Linked DNA regions of Danio rerio: region 1 is linked to region 2. Evidence: chromatin contacts called from public Hi-C data. All regions are on one chromosome and are shown on one strand. The core of a region is the stretch at or near the end of the contact, and the rest is flanking DNA. Distances in the headings are between cores, read along the strand shown.

Region 1 (3,536 bases), core at 612-3,111, 55 kb before region 2:
TTACACATTCTTTTCAAGGATTTAGATATGGTAAGCAAGATTATATTGAGATCAAACCTAAAGCATGAATGCTAATTAAGTGATAGCAATCAATATTTTCATGAACAGCCAAGCATCAGTATTTCTACAATGATACTTTGACAAACATGTACCAGAGGCTTGGTTGATGCAGTTAACTATTAATACGACGTTATTCTCTAGAAAGGACTTCTACATTTACAGCATAAAAAGTGAATCCAGAATGCTATTTCAATTCTGAAAATGAACACACATCTTTTCAAAGACGGTATGTGCTTAACTTAATAGTCAGAAATAATTAATATAACATAGCAATTACCTTCTGCGAGGTTTCCCGTTTCCTTTTATCTTCCTTTTTCCTTTTCTTGTCTTCCATGAACTGCTGTTCCCTTTCCTGGTGCTCCTTTCTTGAAAAACAAAACATCAAAAACTAGTGTTCAATTGTAAAACTTTGTAAATGTAAATAAACTGCCATGTAAATAATGATGTAAATAAATGTAAATAAACTGCCAATTCCTAGTATACAATACCAAGGATCTGCAAAATGCATACGTCTAGTATCACCTTCAACCAGTTCAGGCACTAAGAGGTGCTGCTGTGTTATCAAACCAAATGCATAACAGCACAATACACAACAACGGCACCAATCACATGATCAAGATATCACCAATCTTTGTAAAAATAATTTGAACGAAGGCTCGAGTGGAGTTTGAACCTGTCATTAAAAAACGGATGCCAATGAAATTCATACTGTGATCTTCATAATGGGGGAAACTCTTGCTGCTATCTGTCTGGAAGCCTGCAGTTGGCAGGGCAGAGTTGTTGGACAGGCGCTTCGTCCGTCCACCCGCCCATTTCCTCGGGTAAAATTTAAAATATAGCATACATTCCTTACGTCGGCTATACGAACAATTCGAGCAAAAACAACTGTTAAATCCAGTGTTTTAACGGCACTAACTGAAACACACCGAGCTAACGCGTATGCTTTAGTGGTCCTGCCAATCTCAGGTGTATGTTACTCAGTTAACGTTAGCTAATTTGCTAGCAGAAGATATTAACATCCTAAACGTGAACCTCAGATATTTTATTAAATTCTCCCTGAAGCCAGAGTCTATTTACGTACGGATCGTAACACAAATCAAAAGGGTAAGCAGCTGTCAAAACAAAATATGCATAAATATGCAACTGCTCAAATATGGGCAGCAGCAACGTTAACGTAACGTTAGCAAGCCTGGACTAATAGTCGTGATATACATTGCCTAGCTAAACTCAACTTATACTTATTTTAACGCAGACATAACTCAGATCCATTAGTGTGTTACTATACAACAACGAGTATGTTTTCATGATTGACCAGCGGAAAGCTAACGTTAAAGTTGCATACAGGCAAATGCTAACTGGCTGCCTGGCTAATTTAACTAGCGACAGAGCTAGGGCTAACAGATGTCGACGAAGAAAAACTGTACCATACTAAAACGCTTTCACGCAACTGCGGTTTTTCAAAATGCATATTAGTGTCATTAGTTGCAAGCAACATTTCACATGAAATGATTTTTAAAATAAAGCACTTACCTCAGGAATTACATGCACCGCAGCTAGTCTTCTAGCTACAGCTAAAGTGCTTAAGTGCGAATTTCTGGGTTTTGAGGCAACGTGAAATACAATACTCCATCAATATCTATGAGCTAGTCATGAAAACACTCCTTCTGTAGGTTTTAAATATGAAATACGATAATGTAAACGAAAGAGGCGGAATCTATGTTTAAAGCGCTGTAAAGTCAGTTGGTTGACGGTCGGCCATTTTACTGCTCGGTGTGAATGTGTGTGTCTGGACAGATCTGACGGAAGGGGGGCAGCCGAGGGAGATTTTTGACCTTCAATATTAAAAGTCCAATAACTCTTTAATTGGACGTTCTTTTAATAAATAGAACATATTTGGCATGAGACCTGACTCATTTGCAGTGAATGTTAATTATACGTAATGTTACGTAAGGTAGCCTACTGCTTTTTTGTAAAAATTGTTAAGGCTATCTCAGTCTGTCACAAGAAATTTCATCTTACTTAAAAAGAGCGATGCCTCACAATAAATACTAACGTTAAATGTACATATTTGCAACATTTGTTAAGGCTACCCCAGTCTGTCATAATAAGTTTTATGTTTTTATAATTTAGATAAGGTTTTAGATTTTTAGTACACAGAGGCCTTTTTTGAATCAGCATCAATTTGTATAACGTTACAGATACTAAAATGATGAAGAGTATAAATAATAATAATAATAATAATTTGTAAAATGTGTTTTTAAATACATTTTTATGTAAAATCTCTTTTCAGCTTTAAGACCTTAAATATTGTGTGTAAACACACACATATAATTATTAGAATAATAATAATTAAATAAATAACAAAATAAATAATAAATAATTATTAGAATAATAATACATATTCCTCCCTGAATTATTAGCCCTCCTGTTTGTTTTTCCCCACTTTCTGTTTAACAGGGAGATTTTTTTCAAGACATTTCTAAACAGAATAGTTTTAATAACTCATCTCTAATAACTGATTTATTTTATCTTTGCCATGATGACAGTGAATAATATTTGACTTGATATTTTTCAAGACACTTCTATACAGCTTAAAGAGACATTTAAAGGCTTAACTAGGTTAATTAGATTAACTAGGCAGGTTAGACTAATTAAGCAAGTTATTGTATAATGATGATTTGTTCTGTAGACTAAAGGGGCAAATAAGTTTGACCTTAAAATGTTTTTTTTTTTTTTTATTAAAAACTGCTTTTATTCTAGTCAAAATAAAATAAAGACAAAATATTATCAGGCATACTGTAAAAATTTCCTTGGTTTATAAGCATATTTTGGGAAATATTTAAAAAAGAAAAAAAAATCTAAGGTGGGCTAATAACAATTCTGTCTGGTTCTCAAATCTGATTGGCTGATAGCCATGCGATATACCCGTAATAACAGCACTTGCACTTGTAAAGCCTCTTCACCCTTCTGTAATATATACAGTTGAAGTCAGATTTATTAGCCCCCCTTTGAATTTTTTTCTTTTTTTAATAGTTCCCAAATTATGTTTATAGACCAAGGAAATTTTCAAAGTATGTTTGATAATACTTTTTCTTCTGGAAAAGTCTTATTTGTTTTATTTCGGCTAGACTAAAAGCAGTTTTTAAGCTTTAAACTATAGATTTTTTGATAGTCTATAAAACAAACCATCGTTATACAATAACTTGCCTGATTACCCTAACCTGCCTAGTTAACCTAATAAACCTAGTTAAGCCTTTAAATGTCCCTTTAAGCTGTATAGAAGTGTCTTGAAAAATATCTAGTAAAATATTATGTACTGTTATCATGGCAAAGATAAAATAAAGCAGTTATTAGAAATCAGTTATTAAAATTATTATGTTTAGAAATGTGTGGAAGAAATCTTCTCTGCATTAAACAGAAATTGGGGAAAAAATAAACAGGGGGCTAATAATTCTGGGAGGCTAATATATCTGAAT
Region 2 (3,900 bases), core at 1,140-3,639:
ACCCAGCGCAATGTGGCGCAATTGTTGTTGGCTAGTTTCAGCTCGATGCAAGAGTTGTTTTGACGTTTTGCGCCACTCTGTTTAAATAAAAAATGCATTTGTGCTCATATGTGCACCCATAGACGTTCTGGTCTAAAAAGGAAGGCATGTTGAGGTGCATTGCTGGCGCGTTGCTATTTTGAGGAACTAAAATAGACTGTTTAATAAACCAGCTTAGAGAAGGTATATAGTCCAGCGCAGAGCGCGTTAGTTGTGCGCCTCGCTTACACATTGCTTAATACAAACAGGATGTAGAGCAATACGCAAATATCTTTACATATGAAAAATAATTTAAATATTAAAATATTACAAAAATTATTATTTTCTAGCCTACATAAATATAAAAACCAACGCCTCCATGCCTTCTTCATCTCTGGGGAAATTGTTTGTTTATTCATGACAATATGCTTTGGTATAATTTTATTATTAGTAGTAGCATTATTTATTGTATCCATATTTATATTTGTTTTATTAAAACAAGCTTAGATTTGCCCACCTGTCAGGTTTTAGACCATATGGGGCACAGAATTTAGAAATAGTTTTGAAACAAATCTTTGTGCTTAATAAATGAAATAATTATGTATAGGCTAATTGATGTCTGTGCGCACAACAAGTTTGCTTATCCAAGAGAGTGAAAGTAAATAATGAGGAGGCTCATCTCTCATTCTCACACTGCAGATGCTCTGTTTAACTGTTTTCTCGATAGTGAAGGGTTTCTTTTTTTTGCGTCCTTTAAATAGCAAAAGTGGATTCGGACACGCCCTTAATGCTTTTGCGTCCTACGTCCTGCGTCCTGCGCTTTGCACTTTGCACTTTGCACTTTGCGTCTGGATAGTTAAAATAGAGCCCTAGATATTATCATCATCTTATGTTAGCGTTAACACATTTTTTCAATCTGTTACTATTTAAAGCACATCCCCTCACAGAAAAAAGTGTCAGTCATTAAAAACTTGGTCTGGCCAATTGTTAAGCTTTTATAGTTAGTGAGGGGAAGTAAAATGTCCCCATCAGTGGGTCTTTTTCATATGTCACTAAATAAGTAAAAACAATTAAGCCATCATAAGTAACTAACTAAACCTGTACATGTAACATGTTTTTTGTGTGTGATTTAAGGGGACAATTAATGTGTTTCCATTGTTTTTATACTGTACACTCAAAAATGTGGTTTGCTGTTTGTACAAACTGCTTATTTAAAATGAGCTTTTTTTTCTGCGACAACTTTGTTTTATGTTCAATCCACTTAAATTTCTAAAAACTAATAAAGCAACTTAATTCCTTCATGCTGTTCTAAGACAAATCGATTAAGTGGAACCCAGCATTTTTTACAGTGTACAAACTGAATTTTCTATTACCCAACCCTATCCCTAAACCCAAACCTCACAACAAACTGTTCATGTTTTCATAAATGGTGACCTGGGTTATATCCTTACTTCATAAGTCAACTTCTCCTTGTGAAACACTTAATTATAGAAATTTGTGTCCAGAAAGGTCTTCCACACACACAACCGCTAATTTACTTTCAATTCACCTACTGTATACCGCATGTATTTGAACTTTGAAGGAACCACAGAAATCACATCCAAGCACAAAGAGAACATGCAAACTATACAGCTGGGACTCAAACCAGCAACCTTCTTGTTGTGACACCATGCTGCCCCTCAATTACTTTCATTCATTCATTTTCCTTCGGCTTAGTCTTGTATTTATCAGCGGTCACCACAACAGAATGAACTGACAACTATTCCGGTATATGTTTTACACAGTGGTTGCCCTTCCAGCCACAACCCAGTACCGGGAAACCTGGAGGAAACCCACGCGAACGCGGGGAGAACATGCAAACTCCACACAGAAACGCAACTGACCCAGCCGAGGCTCGAACCAGTGACCTTCTTGCTGTGAGGCGACAGCACAACCTACTGTGCCACTGCATCACCCTAATATTCCTCAAAACGCTGTTGTCATGTAAATGAACTGCCAAAAACTAAATAAAGCTAAAAATGTTTGCCATGTTAGGTGGAAAGTCATGCAAAAGCCAGAAAAAAACTCAGAACATTTAACATTAGTCAGACAACAACAAAAATGTTAGCATAAGTCTCACCTGCAACAGCATGAGGGTCAGAACTAAACTCAGTGTGGTCGACTGTGCCTGAATCCAGACTGCTTTTCAGTTTTTTCATAACAGACGCTGCGGCTGCTAGTCTGAACAGCCCCTAGATGACATGTGTAAAGACAGATAGCAGATATGAGTCAGAAAGTGAAACAACATACTGAAAATACAAGGCCTGCCGCTCAGTGGGTGTGCAGTTATTTGTGTTATAGTGCAAAGCTGCATATGTGATCTCAGACGCGTATGTGTGTACATACCTCCTCCCTGAGTCCTGTACGTAACAGCATGTTCACACACTCCTCAATGGGGACAGCAATCTTCCTCCTGCAGCTCTGAAGGTGAGACAGCAGCGGCTCTCCAAATACCTTATTTTCAGAGGAACTCACCAGCGGCTCTGTAGTCAAACAGACACACATGGAAATGGTGGTACCGCAGAGGTCTATCGGGTGGTAAATATCCTTTTCTTCAGCTCACCTGTGTGGCTGTGACTCTCCTTGAGCTCAGTTATGTTTCTCTCCAGGAAATCATATGAAGCCTTGTGATATTCAGCTTGTAGTTCTAGAAGCTGTCAGAAGATCTCAGTTAGCGTGCAGAAACATTTATGAAAAACGAACTGATTATTACAATTAATATTAAGTAATTGATTCATAATTAATATTAATTAACACAAATAAGTCAAGACATATGAAAAGAAAAAATAAATATAAATGTATGTATTTCTTGAAAAAAAAAAGTGCATCAAGAACTCACACAAGGTGTTGCAACATAGGCTCATTTTGAAAACAGAGCTCTAAACTTATACATTTCTGGAGATCGCAAACTATGTAGCCAGAAGTACGTATGGCTGCATTTCGAATTTAAAACGAACGCTATGGGGCGGTATGATGGCATTCCTTTTCGTGCTTATTGGCTGACCGTTTACCTCCCTATGGACGCCTTTCCTGCTGTTACCAGTTTGTCTAGTTAGTTCACTATGTCTGTCAGCGGACTTGAGACTTGAGTCGAATTGACCACAACGACAGTGTTCGAGTCCGGTGAAAAGCGGTTCCAAAATACGGTCAAGACAAAAATAAAATAAGCAAGTAAATAACAGGATGAGAATGTGGTAAAATCTGAAAACTAGGTAAAAATCAGGTGAGGGCTTTTCTTTTTCTGGATTGCTTTTTAAAACTGTCGGAAGGCTTTAGGGCAGGGGTCAACAATCAACAAAAAGGCCGGTGTCCCTGTAGGGTTAAGCTCCAACTTGCCTCAACACACCTGCCTGGATGTTTCAAGTATACTTGGCAAAACCTTGATTAAGTTGTTCAGGTGTGTTTGATTAATGTTGGAGCTAAAATCTGCAGGACACCGGCCCTCCAGGAACAAGTTAGGTGCCCACTGGTTTAGAGAATTGGGTGGGCAGGTCAATCTGTGTTTTTTAAAAAAACACTCTTGGTTGGGTTTAGGGAAAGAGGAGGGTGGGTCAGTCGATCAGTCAGTCAATCAGTCAGTCCGATTTACATGAGAACAGCAGCTGCGAATGGCACTCATAAGAGAGATCTGAATTTGAAACCTCAAAAAGCAAACACAACGGACTCACAAAAACTGCAAAAAACCTAGCTCTTGAGACGCATTTGGCACTCTCCAGAAATGTATATACTGGTACATTTTCAGAATAAGCTAATAACTATAGATACATTAACATGTTGATTTAAACTAGAAAAACTGAAATACTATTTTCTTGTAAAACAAACTCAAATAAATCCATAAATACT

The links. Hi-C and Micro-C count contacts between places; a contact is called where the count stands out from the background.
Region 1: a Hi-C map of embryo shows a contact between it and region 2, with 1.6 times the contacts expected there. The contact joins the promoter of tnrc6ba here to the enhancer-like site in region 2.

The regions. Positions count from the first base shown.
Region 1 is chr12:20,945,316-20,948,851 of GRCz12tu, reverse strand. It overlaps tnrc6ba (trinucleotide repeat containing adaptor 6Ba), which reads right to left and starts at 1,861. Exons shown (of 21, transcript XM_068224758.2): 1 at 1,591-1,861; 2 at 338-425. The coding sequence starts at 394. It overlaps si:ch211-141o9.10, which reads left to right and starts at 633. Exons shown (of 8, transcript XM_068224759.2): 1 at 633-881. The coding sequence starts at 783.
Region 2 is chr12:20,890,775-20,894,674 of GRCz12tu, reverse strand. sh3bp1 (SH3-domain binding protein 1) reads right to left here. Exons shown (of 18, transcript XM_021474252.3): 9 at 2,621-2,711; 10 at 2,404-2,540; 11 at 2,138-2,249. Among named protein-coding and RNA genes, the nearest start is that of sh3bp1, 18 kb to the right of the region's middle. Within about 2 kb of position 2,389, at least 3 of the 62 cell types and tissues checked have an H3K27ac peak or open chromatin away from gene starts, as enhancers often do.